Linked DNA regions of Ovis aries: regions 1 and 2 are each linked to region 3. Evidence: chromatin contacts called from public Hi-C data. All regions are on one chromosome and are shown on one strand. Each heading gives the region's core, a stretch centred on a gene start, on an enhancer-like site or on the middle of the called end of the contact. The rest is flanking DNA. Distances are from core to core; before and after follow the strand shown.

Evidence for each region. A called contact is a pair of places that touch in the nucleus more often than the background predicts.
Region 1: a contact with region 3 is called in a Hi-C map of hypothalamus, with 3 times the contacts expected there. The contact joins the promoter of SRSF12 here to the promoter of UBE2J1 in region 3. A contact is called at or near these places in 3 of 16 Hi-C or Micro-C datasets (hypothalamus, skin fibroblasts and tail adipose tissue).
Region 2: a contact with region 3 is called in a Hi-C map of liver, with 5 times the contacts expected there. The contact joins the promoter of PM20D2 here to the promoter of UBE2J1 in region 3. A contact is called at or near these places in 2 of 16 Hi-C or Micro-C datasets (liver and tail adipose tissue).

Annotation. Positions count from the first base shown.
Region 1 is chr8:48,369,712-48,374,399 of ARS-UI_Ramb_v3.0, forward strand. SRSF12 (serine and arginine rich splicing factor 12) reads left to right here and starts at 2,335. Exons shown (of 5, transcript XM_042253411.2): 1 at 2,335-2,541.
Region 2 is chr8:48,339,519-48,343,712 of ARS-UI_Ramb_v3.0, forward strand. PM20D2 (peptidase M20 domain containing 2) reads right to left here and starts at 2,831. Exons shown (of 7, transcript XM_015097387.4): 1 at 2,302-2,831. The coding sequence starts at 2,757.
Region 3 is chr8:48,177,351-48,181,662 of ARS-UI_Ramb_v3.0, forward strand. UBE2J1 (ubiquitin conjugating enzyme E2 J1) reads left to right here and starts at 2,356. Exons shown (of 9, transcript XM_060419572.1): 1 at 2,356-2,491; 2 at 3,138-3,466.

The DNA.
Region 1 (4,688 bases), core at 1,085-3,584, 190 kb after region 3:
CACTAGGGACCAGAAGAAGCAAGGAAGGATGCTCCTCTAGTGCCTTAGGAGAGAGTGTGGCCCTGCCAACACCTTGATTTCAGATTTCTGGCCTCCTAAATCGTGAGAGAATACAATTCTGTTCTTTTAAACCACTGAATTTGTGGTAATTTGTTTCAAAAAGGTTATAGACAGCATATTAAAAAGCAGAGATGTTACTTTGCCAACAAAGCTCCATCTAATCAAAGTTATGGTTTTTCCAGTAGTCATGTATGGATGTGAGAGTTGGACTATAAAGAAAGCTGAGTGCTGAAGAATTAATGCTTTTGAACTGTGGTGTTGGCGAAGATCCTTCAGAGTCTCTTGGACTGCAAGGAGATCCAACCAGTCCATCCTAAAGGAAATCAGTCCTGAATATTCATTGGAAGGACTGACGCTGAAGCTGAAACTCCAATACTTTGGCCACCTGATGTGAAGAACTGATTCACTGGAAAAGATCCTGATGCTGGAAAAGATTGAAGGTGGGAGCAGAAGGGGACGACAGAGGATGAGATGGTTGGATGGCATCATCGACTCGATGGACATGCGTTTGAGCAACCTTCGGGGGTGGTGGTGGACAGGGAAGTCTGGCGTGCTACAGTCCATGAGTCACAAAGAGTTGGACACAACTGAGCAACTGAACTGAGAAAATCAAACTTTCCTACCATACACTCAGCCTGCTCTCCAGCCTCATTTTCTTGTGCTTCTCCAACTTGCTGCTCCTGTTTGCTGCCTTTCATTTCCCTGTATTGCCTCAAAGCCTTTGCACATGCTGTTCCAGTGCATGGATTGCTCCTCTTCATTCTCCAAATATTCCTGTAAGGCTTCTTCAGGGTAAAGGTCAGTGATCCTCTAGCCTTGCTTGCCAACCCCTATAAGGTACCCTTCCAGTAGCATGTAGCTCCTTTTCAAGAAAGAAAATTTTTTTTTATTCATTTGACAGCATCAGGTCTTGCAGCACACAGGATCTTCCTTGCATCATGTGAGATCTTTCCTGGTGGTGCCTGGACTGTCTGGTTGTGGTCCTCAGGCTCAGTTGCTCCAAGGCATGTGGGATCTTAGTTCCCCCACCAGGCACTGAACCTTTATCACCTACATTGCAAGATGGATTTTTAACCACTGGATCACAAGGGAAGTCCTGCATATAGCTATTTTCATACCCTTAGCATAGGCCTATCTTTATTAGTTTGATAATTAGATTCTGCCTCCTCTACCAAGTTGTAAGCTTCAAAGAATGTGATCCCACTCCCACCCCTTAGATTCCCAGGCTAGCCCTGAGCTTGCTGTGCCCTAACGAATCACATTTTGAACGAATGGCCACTATTCCAGAAGCATTTGCTGACCTTGGGAAACTCTCACAGCCTTTGAGGCAGCCATGGGCTAGGTAGGGTGACCATATTATTTACCCTCCCAAATTAGCCACTTCTGAGAATGAAAAGGGGTGCTACTATAATTACAAGCCACCTGGTTTCGGTCCTGGTAACAAGTTTTTCTGACCACAGTAGCAAATGTGAAGGTACGAGGATTTCTAAGATGGGGTGGCTATGACATTTTGGAGAGGCAAGGAGAGGATAATTTAAATTTGCTTAATTGCCTCTGCATTTTCATCGCTTTCTCCTACACTTGTTCATTTTTTATTGTCTGGTCTTCGCTCAAGAATGTAAACTCTATGAGGGCAGGGATGTGGCTTCTTGTTTGTTGCTGGGTCCCACACCAAGAATAGTTCTCGGTGCATAGCAGGTGCTCAATAAACATCTGAATGAATGTACTCACAGCTGAATGGTGTACTCTAAACGAATAATGGATGAAGACTCAAAACACGCAGAAAAAAAAAATCCTCACAGTTTGAAAGTCTAAACAGTCTCAGCATTCAAAGGGCAGGAGGCAGAAACATTGCCAAGGTCTGGGGCTGAGGATGCAATAAAGAAGGCCCCAGTGACCATCCGGCTGTGGCGCGTTTGAAGGCATCCTTCACCCCGCCCACCTCCGACTCGTGACATCTTTTCTCCGGATGCTCTCTAACCCCCGGTTCACCTGCTTCAGCCCCTAGGACCGCTCTAGTCCATGCCCTCCTATTACACTCTGACCCAGCCGCCTCCTCTGAGAGTCCCCTTCGACCCCCCGGGACCCCCGCGCTGCCCCTTCCCCGAAGCCCTCCACCCCGGGGCTCCTGCGCCGCCCCCTTCGAAGAGGCCCTCGAATCCTGGGACCCCCCCGCCGCCCCCTCCCCGCACGCCGCTCGGCCCCGCCCCGCCCCCGCGTGGTCCGCACGGACAGACTCGCGCTGCACATCGCTCCCCCCGCGCCCGCCTCTGCGGCTGCGCGCTGGCGGGGCCGAGGCCGAGGCGAGGGGGTCGCGCCGCGGGCCGGCGGAGCTGCTGTGGCGGCGGCGGCGGCTGCGGGAGACGGAGCGAGCCCGGCGGCCGGGCAGACCCCCGAGGGAACGGAGGAAGCGGTCATGTCTCGCTACACGAGGCCCCCCAACACCTCCCTGTTCGTCAGGAACGTCGCGGACGCCACCAGGTGAGCGGCGGCGGGTCCGCAGGTTGGGGCGCGGGGGAGGGGCGGGTAACGGCCGCGACGCAGAGCCCGGCGGGGCTAGCCTGCACCTCCCCGCCGGCCGGCCCGGGGCTCGCCGTGGAGGAGCCTCTCCCGAGGCCGGCGGGGAGTGCTCGGGGCCTGGGCGGGACTCGCGCCTCCGCCCTCCCGCCCGGCCTTTCGCCCCGGCGCGGCCCCGTCTCCGGGCCCCGCCGCCCTTGACCGCCTCCCGCACCTGGGCGGCTGGCCGGTGCCTATTCCTCGCCGAGAGAACAGGAGGAGCGCCGGCTGCCCCTGGCTGGGAGCCGCGGTCACTCCCCGCCTCCGCCCCTGAGAGTTCCTCGGGCGAGTGCCAGCGTCTCGCCCCTTTGTCGCTGTGCAGGGATAAAGCCGCGCATCTCACCACCTAGATGGGAAGGAATTGGGGATGGTGAGAACGCGTTACGGAATAGTGCGTGCCTTGGGCCTTACGACTCCCTTTCCCTGTAGTCAGTAGTCTGGTTTACTTACAGGTGGCGCTGGTTCAGTTTTATTTGTTGCCCAATTTTATACTGTATACAAAGGATAACTTCAGTGGATGAGATTTATGTGTTTTTCTTTTAAAGTTTTGAGTGCAGTGGGAACACCCATCATAATGGTTTGGTTAGACTTCCCTGGTCGATTCTGTTGCATTCAGCCCACCGCCCCCCTTTGGGGAGAATTCTGTCTGCATAGTTTCTGACGTTGACTTCTTATAGCTGTGTCTTTCTCCCTCAATAGGAGCCAGAGGGGATGGGGGGGATTAGTAGACGTTTTCATTTCACTGGGCTTGCTTAATTTACTCCACAGCCCTCCTCCCCATCCCAGTCTTTATAGTTATGCAAGATTATCTTGTAGTACATAAGGGAAAGCTGAAATTCAGAGTTTCAGTGACTTACCTGGAGCTTCACGGCTGGAAATATATTGGAGCCTTTGACTCCAGAGCCATCAGGAGTAATCATCATAATTTACTTTTGAGAAGTAAATTTTAAGTCTTTTTTAGAAATTTGATTTCTGCTAGTAATATATATATGTATGTCGCAACTATAGACTGTGAGTTAACATACTTTAACATCCTAAGTATGCCTGTGTTTACATGTCTTCGCTCAGCTTGTTTATCAGCATATTACATAGAAAGCAAGCGAAATTTATAATTTGGGTAAGGTTAAAAAAATTCCTACGGTTAAACAGACCACTTGAATACTGAATAAGAGTGCAGTGAGCCAACAAAAAAAAGTTTCCAATTCTAATGGCCACAGAGGCCAGCCAAGGTAATATGAATGAATGAGTGAAGGTGTCAGGTTAAAGCCCAGTAGAATGGTGTGGACTGTCGCAAATGGAAAAGAACATGTGCCATCTCAAGGGGACAACGGCTGCTACCAAGCTTTAGCTAGTAACGACTGTATAGACATTTGGACTTGTGGCCACATTGTTTTAATTTTCAAAAGAGTCAAAAGCCTGTATTTTGTGTGTGTGAACTGTCAGTTTCAAACTGTTGGTAGTTGCTAAATTGAATTATACGAAATTGCCATTTTTGAATATTTAAAAGCTATAAAGTATTGGCATTTCCGTTTCAGCACTTTTCGTTAAATGTTTATAAACGTTGTGCAGGCCGAATAACACACACACACACACATATGTGTGATGTATGATCTCTGATCTAGATAATCAAGAATGATAATTGAGATTTATTAATTTCCTTTTCCATCTTTTCCACAACTTTTTAACATTGCCACTGGGCAGTGGAGGGTGGGGAGGGCAATCAAAATCTAGAAGGTTTGAAGTAGTGAAATTATAGTAATCCTAACATTTGTTGAGTACTCATTGTGTACCAGGCACTGTACTAAAAACCTTACATATATTATTTTATTAAGTTTTCAATAACCTTATATAACAGATGAAAATGTGAGATTTTAAAGAGATTAAGGATCTTGACTAAAACTGCTCAGCTGTTGAATAGTGTTATGAAAGTAGAATCATCACATGTAACCTTAATAGCTTTTTTTGTACAAGGTAGCATATAGTTTAACTAGCAATATGATACCTAGACACATTTTAATTTTTTAACATTTGGTATGCTTATAAAGAAAATCATTGGGATAAATGTTAAATGG
Region 2 (4,194 bases), core at 1,581-4,080, 160 kb after region 3:
GTGTCAGAGGGACAAAAATTCCTAGTAGGAAATGTCAGTCATATTTCCTTGCATATATATTCACAATCTACATCAAACTATGAAGAGAGATTTTGTTCTCTGACTCTTAAATTATGCAGTGGGCATAAATCTATGGTGGTAAATTGATCACAAACTTGCAGTTGACATCATTATAACAATTTATTGCAAAGTATGTCCTAAAACCTCTACAGGAAATTTTCCCAATCCTCTAACACAATTTTATATAACTAATGTCAAAGATGAAAAAAGATAAGTACTATATACTAAGTCCCTCAAAATTATTTAGGAGTTATTTCTTAAAGCTTTTATTTGATTATCTTTCAGTATATGTATATAATGATTCATAATCACTTTATTGTAAGGAACTTTCTAGTTACTTACTAGTTATCCTCACAACAACCCTGTGAGGTAGGTAAGAAATCCATGTCATCATTTTAAGGTGGTTTTGAGGCAGGGAGTGAAGTGTCTTGCCCCAGGTCACAGAGCAAGTCTTAAGGCAGAGCTGGGATAGATATCCTGACCTTCAGGCCTGAAGTTTGTTTCTTTACTAAACTACCTCTTTAAAAGGTCTTAACACATTAATCCTTTATGAAAAGTATTAAATAAATCTTAATACCACAGTTAGAAACGGCCAACTGTTACACAAACTTACTAATTCGATTCCACCAGCTCAACCAGGCAGATTTATTGGTCACCAAACACCTAATTAAACAAAAGAGAACTTTACAGAATAAACATTTTACTTTGATATTTAAACTTTAACTTCTTCAAACAATTTTTAAAAGTAAAGACAAATTATCTATAAACAACTAATACACTTTCAAGGTCACGTATAAGAACACAGTGAAACAAGCTGGAAAAAGTCTTGGCTTGCAAAGAGAATCAACATAAACTCCATTTTCAGGTAAGACAGATGACCTTCTAAATCTGAGTATTATGGTTCAAAATCAGAAGTGTGTATATTTCCAGGCATTCAAACTCTTATATTAAGCTGCTTTTTACTCTTAACATTTGGCTCAAGAAATCTGATGACTTTTCAGGTTAAATCTTGCTGACTTCTCTGAACCTTTCATAAACCTGGTTAAAGCTAAACCTCTCCAGTGCTTCATGCAACAGCAAAGGACACCTCCTCCCCCAAACAAAACAAAACTCTAGCTGGATGAAAAACAAAGGCCCAGTCAGAGGCAGAAAAGAGAAGGCACCTAGACAGAAAAAGACACAAAAGATGGAACTGTTAGAATAAAAGAGAGAGGTTACTGACGCTGGAAAAAAATGGGCTAAAGAAAATGAAATATAACACTAGTCTTCCCCTTAACCGAAATGGTGCTGACTGAATCTTAGCTCACAGAATGAAGAATATACAATCTGGAAAAACAGAGTAACACAAGATTAAACTTGCCCTATGACTAACATAAGCAACATTTCCCTGTTTAATTTCTAGTTTATTTCTTAAAATCGCTAAATAAACTTTAAGACTTAAGGATCAACTCATCTATATTCTTAATGGTCACTCTCCTCCCATTTTCTGTATACTTCTAGAGGTTTTGTAGTTCTAATGGCTGAACATTTCTTATCCAAACTCCAAGGATTCTAATCACAACAGCTTCTAGAACTGCCACAAACAAACAAACAAACAAACAAAATTTTTGGAGTCTAACAAGGAGGGTCTGCAGGTCTCCCTACAATAACTACTTCCTTCTAGAGATTGCACAAGCTTGTCAGCCAATTGCGATTGCCCGTTACCAAAAACAAGCCATCACGAAAACCAGGCTTGGTTCTAAGGTTCTTTCCTAAGGGAGAAAGTCGACTCAATTGTTTACAACTATACAGGAGAGACTTCCCTGGCTCAGACGGTAAAAGCATCTGCCTACAATGTGGGAGACCTGGTACGATCCCTGGGTAGGGAAGATTCCCTGGAGAAGGAAATGGCAATCCACTCCAGTACTCTCGTCTGGAAAATCCCATGGACGGAGAAGCCTGGTAGGCTACAGTCCGTGGGGTCACGAAGAGTCGGACACGACTGAGTGACTTCACTTCACATACAGGAGAGAAAAAGTAAAAATCTGTAAAATGTCGCTAGGTCGGCAACTCATGAACTACTGATTTTGATCCAGGGATTCTGCCCGCTATAGCAAAGGCCAGGACATCGAGCGCTGTCTCCTACACCTGCCCCGGGGTGGGAAGGGACTGATGCGCAAGGGAAGCGCCAGCTGCCGCCCTTTTCCGGTCGGTCCCGGACTGGGCAGGCAAAGAGAGCCCCACTCCCGGGTCCCACCTCACCTTCACCGGCAGAGGCAGTCCGGCGAGGCTCTCCAGGGCTCCCTTCACGCCCAGGGCGGCCGCCGCCCCGACCTCGGCGATCAGGTTGTGGCCGCAGGCGTGCCCGATGCCGGGCAACGCGTCGTACTCGCACAGAAAGCCCAGGTGCAGCGGGCGCGGCGCCGCCCAGCCCCTCGGCGACCCCCACTCGGCGCGGAAGGCCGTGGCCAGCTGGTAGTGCGGCTGCACGGTCCACGACCCGGCCGGGGTCTCGCTCTGGAAGAAGCGTGTCAGCACTCCGTGGGCGTGATGCTCCTCGTAGGCCAGCTCGGGCTCGCTCCAGATGGAGCGGCTCAGGGCCCCCAGGCGCTCGGCCGCCGCGTCGATGCACTCCGCTGCGCGCAGCTTCAGCAGCTCCAGATCGGAGACGCTGGCGCAGGCACCCCCTTCCACCGGCCGCTCCTCTCCGGGTCTCATCGTGCCCACAGCCTGTGACCCGTCAGCAGTTCTCTCCGTGGAACGCTGGCCGCTCCCGGCGGCCCACCGAGCCTGCGTACACGCCCGGCGTCCGTGGAGGTCGTCGCCACAGCTCCCGGGAGACCCGCCCCCGAGTCCCCCCGACCCCGCCTCCAGAGCCTTGCCCGAAACGTGCTCCGCCCCTTCTGCAGCCCGTAGGTGCTCCGCCCCCCAGTCCGGGCGGGGGTCGCTGGGGAAAACCCGGTTCCGGCGACTCCTGCGCTCTTCTCAGTTCTCGTGGCTGTCCTGACAACTGATCTATGCTTTAAGGGTATTATTCCTTGCCCGTCGTTGCTTCTGTCCCGCAGTAGCAGAATGGGGACGGTTTCATTGGCTAATACGTATCAGAGGCAGACCAAGGGAACGTTTGTTGTTGCTTATAGTCGATAAGTCGTGTCCGACTCTGCGACCCAGTCCACTGTAGCCCGCCAGGCTCCTCTGTCCATGAGATTTCCCGGGCAAGAATACTGGAGTGGGTTGCCATTTCCTTCTCCAGGGTATCTTCCCAACTCAGGGATTGAAACACAACCCCCCTCCCCCCACCTCAGCCCCACCATTGCTGCAGTGCAGGTGGATTCTTTATCGCTGAGCCAATCAGGGGAGTCAAGTGGAACATAGTCTCCCTGAAAAACAAGCTCTCTCTAAAATAGGAATAAGCCCCTCTGTTTCTAGAATAGTAATACAAATTTATACAAGGTTTTTAGTTCATAAAATTGGGTGCCGATATAAACGGTTTGCAAAGAACACCGGTCTATAGACTACGAACTTCCCTTTGCGGTTTGCCCTAATTTTCTTCTCCTTGAGATTACTGTGTAATAGAAAGGCTGAAACTACTGTATACAGCTTTCTCATTAGAATCAGAACTCACTAATGACTGGAACAGCGTCTGGAATGCAGTAAGCACTATGTATGTATTCCCTTTATAGTCTATTTGAGTAGAATAGAATTAGAATTAAGAATCTAAAATGAGGTTTTGTGGTTTTTTTTTTAAGTGCAAAACAAAGTTAATTAAAAGATATATGGTTATATATACTCATTCTACTTTGTTGATTTGACTATGTTTTTTTAATAATAACAGCTTTGAGAGAGAGAGAGCATATTTTCTGTTTTCGTTTACAATTTTGAGGCTGAACTCAAGTAACATGAGGTGTGCAGTTGGTGTCCACATTATAACTCAGTTTTAGATTACCCAATGAAGAAATTCAAGATGCTGCAGAGTGAAGCACAAAGTCTGAAAAACTGTTGTTGATGATATAGCTATTAATAGCATGGTAGAGATTTATAATCTAAGGTGTTCCACATAGTAAAAGCTTCCATCAGCATCTCATACCCTATCACCTCTATCCTTCATTTGTCACAATTAGGTTAAGTCAGACAGAATACATTCATATAATAAGA
Region 3 (4,312 bases), core at 1,106-3,605:
GGTCCTTCCACTTTCTAGATAAGTAGCCTTGAATATAAGTCAATGAAACTTGAAGAACCTCTGTAAATTGGATTTCAAAGTATTCAAATCAAGAAATTAATAAAAATCTAGAAAACTTCTTTTTATCAATATGATTTAAAAAATGTCAGAAAGATATGTCAACTGGAAAAAAATGCACATTCTAAATGTTGAGAATTCTGTTTTATTTGGTGGCCTTACTGAGGACTTTAGCCTAGGATGCTGCCTCTCAGGTATCTCTGAGGAGTCGTTCCAAATTGGTAAGAGAGGAGCCAGGATATACAGGAGTTCTTGCTGAGAAAAAAACCAACCAAACAAAAAACGTAAAAAAACATGTAGTTGAACATCAAAAGATTACTGTTAATCACAAAAATGCAGGTATCTCAAGTTAATGATTTTAGTGCTTTTCTACCTATGAGAAGATGCGAGAGTCTGGACTCTGAAATTATTCTGTCCTCTCTCTAGGGCCAGTATCCTGTTTTACTTTATCCTGAATTCCCCTCAGGGTGTACCTTCAACGGGCAACTGCCACAGCTGATGGCAGGCAGACATCCTTTGTTTACTGAAATGGCAGGCAATATTTCGGGGGGCCACAGATAAGAACTTTTAATGTAGTTGAAAACACGAAGAATTTAAGCTTGAGTTCTCTGAGACCTCAATTGTCTTCATCTGTAAAATGGGTATAAATAACCCATGTCACTACCAGTGAAAAGGCACTACTTTTCCCTTATGAGTTCTTGGCTGAAACCCCTTGCAACAGACAAATGAACAAAAGAAGGAACAAGCTGAGTATGTCCCTGAGTCGCTACCAAAGATTAATAGTATCTTCAGCTAAAGACAGAAGAAAGCTGTAGGGGGATTGAAGGCGGCCAGTAATGAAAGGGCACAGGGAAACAGGGATAAAGGTTGTTTCGAAGATTTGTTAGTACCTCCTCCATCAACTTTCTCAGACACTGGTGGCTCAGGCCATAAAGAATCCACCTGCAATGCGGAAGACCTGGATTCGATCCCTGGGTTGGGAAGATTCCCCTGCAGGAGGGTATAGCAACCCTCTCCGGTATTCTCGCCTGGCAAATCCCCTTGGACAGAGGAGCCTGGTGGGCTACAGTCCAGGGGTTGCAAAGAGTCCATGGGGTCGAAAGAAGACACAACTGAGCGACTAAGCACAGCACAGCAAAAAAAATGTTTTAAAAAACGTGAATTTCCCTTCAGTTCAGTTCAGTCACTCAGTCGTGTCCGACTCTTTGCGGCCCCTTAGGAAACGATAAATTATACTCTATTTTCAGAGATTTTCTTGTGCCTGCTCTTTCTCAAAAATATTCAGCTCAAGATAATCCTTATGCCAAAGAGGTATATTTTGGGGTGGCATATTGTTACCTTTCAAAAAGAAAGTTTTCTATTTTTATATAACAAAATAAAATTTGCCCAGCCTGGTTAACCCTCTTCATTCCACATAGAATTCTCTCCTTCCCTCTTCATCCTCTCCGTCGTCCCAATCCCCCCTCTTTTCCTAAATCCTTGTCCCTTTTTACGTCTTTTTCGTGACGTCAGTTTCTACAATGAAGCCCGAAATGTGTTCTTTGAGGGGATACCTTTCATATATGTATGCTTCCGAACCCGATTCAATTCTTTTTAAAAAATCTCCCCAAATGCTTAACTAACTGCCTTGCACCCAAGCATATTTGTCTGGGGGAAAAAAAAATGTTATAAAAACCCTTCTCATTCTCTTATCACTGGATTTCTCCTTTCCTGCTTAACTGTTTCCACCTCAAACAGCTACCGATCTGAAAACAAAGCACTTGGCGTAGCCGGCCCACACGGGCGACGGGCTGGGGTGGCTCTGAACTGGTCTCGAGGACCTGGGCCCAGATCCACCCGCAGCGAGGGCGGTCGGGGCGTTTCGGGCCGCGCCTTTCCGCGGGAAGTCCCGCAAGCGCCTGGGGAGCCCGGGTGGGCCCGGGCAAGGCTAAGACCTGAGCGCCGTCCGCTCCTGCAGATCCGGGAGTGCGCTTCGCGGGACCGGGGAGGTGACCAGCGGCCGAGCCGCGCCCCCGCCACGAAGCGACTGCCACGTCAGGACAACTTCACAAAACCTGGGCGAGGGCGGGTGACGCAGGCCGGGCGGCCGTGGCGGCTTTGGGCCCGCGGCCAGACGAGGAGGCTGACCTCCAGCCCAGCCCCGGCTTCAGCGACACCCCGGCCGGCGCCGGCGCCTGCCCGGCCCTCTGGGAGGCGGGGGAGCAGCGCAGGAGGCGGCGCCACCGCGGAGCCCGCGCCCTCCCGCCCCGCCCGCAGTCCCGGCCTGGGCGGGGCGGCCACCGCGGAGGCTCCTCGGCCAGACCCGGTCGGCCCGAACCGAGTTGAGACGCGGGAGTCGGCGGCGCGGAGAGGCGGCGACGGCGGCGGCGGGCCGGGAGGCTGGAGCCGGGCCAGCCCCCCGCCATGGAGACCCGCTACAACCTGAAGAGTCCGGGTGAGCGGGGCTGTGGGCAGGGGGCGGTGCCGCACGGTGAGCGCGATGGGGGAGTGACCCCGGACCCCGGGGACCCGCGCCGCGGTCCCCTCGCGTCGGCCGCCACTCGCCGCTCCGCTCCCGGTTCCGCGCTCTACGCCAGCCCGCCGCCTGCCGGGCTGGTGCAGGCCGCGGAGCCGGGCGGGCCGGCAGGCACAAAACCTGGGGTCTCCCTTCCGCACCCCGACTGCCCTTCCCTCATTTTCGCCACGTAGAACTGGGTTATCAGCTCGTCCCCGAGAACAGGTGTAATGGTGACGGCCGTGAGTAATAGAAATAGAGATCAACCCCTTGCCCTACCTGCGCCTTGAACACGGTCGTTAGCTCTTCTCCGTCGCCGCCACCGGACTTTTATTAGCTGTTTGACTCACTCTCATTTGAGGATTTCGTTTAAACGTCCTGTTTGCAGCCTTTGGGGCAAATAGAATTACAGACATAAAGGAAATGTTCCGGACTAAAGCGGTTAACCAAAAAGCTAAGAAAACTAGTTGAGCCATGTACTTTAGAACTAACCAAGATTTTAGCCATACTGGTATGATGTATGTATGTCTCTGTTCAGGCATAGAAACTTCTCTTCCTGTCTTTAATACCCCTGCTTCATTCACAGAAGCAGCCAAACAATCCTAGCCTCAAATACTTTTCTGGTGTATAATAAAGAAGCGGGCTTCCCTGATGGCTCAGCGATAAAGAATCCGCCTGCCAGTGCAGGAGACGCGGGTTGCATTCTGGTCCGGAAGATCCCCTGGAGGAGGAAATGGCAACCCACTCCAGTGTTCTTGCCTGGAGAATCCCGTGGACAGAGGAGCCTGGCGGGCTACAGTCCAAGGGGTCGCGAAAGAGTCAGAAACGACTTAGTGACTAAACAACAAAATTAAGAAGCACGAAAAGGAAGCAGCTCTCAGATTAAGACAGGCTTCAAACAAACCTTTGGATTCTGTAAGTGGTATTGGATTTGTACCTTGATAAATTTGTTCAGAGGGAGAAACTCCACACTTCAGGTCTAAATAATCCTAATAAAGGATTTTAGTGATGGTTTGGCCAACCTTTATTGGTTCTTTTTTTTGTTTTTCCTTCCGAAGAAGCGACTTCTCAGTAAGAATCAGCAAGATTAACATGCTCATGGAGAGAGTTGATACTGTGAATCTTGGATTTTTTTTTAATGACTTAAAAACATAACAAAAACTGAAGAAAAGCCTGAGGATACTGATTGAACAGAGCTTTGTTAACTTGAGTTCTGTCAGGCTAAGAAACGTTCTCCGGTAACCAAGAATCAGTCATAACGTTTGGGGGAGCCATAGACTTAAAAAAAAAAAAAATCCGCGGAAGGGTCTGGACTCTCCAAGAAATACGTTTATAGGATTCAATTTCAGTGGATTCACCACCCCTGCCATCCTCAACCCATCTCCTAAGCCAGGGGGAATAAAGGGAGATGAAAGAGAACGAGGGAAAGAAAAGCTTAATTTTAAGATTAGATGGTGGAATGCTTAGAATGTGAAAATTGTGCTAGATTTTAATAAAAATATGTGGGGAAAATGTAGGGTGACTGTTCGGTCACATGGTACCAAGTTCCTTGAGACAGCCGAGGTATTTAGTGGAATGTCCAGAGAATAATGAAAATGAGTAATAGTGCAGTTTGGAATGGAGTGTTGGTGGGTCCCAAGAGAGTGTTGTCAGAGGACTTTGCTGAATTTTGATAGGTTATTGTACCCGAGACTGTGATAAGCTTTTAAAATTCTTAAGAATTCTTTTCTGTTTCTACACTGTATGACTTACTGTAAGGTA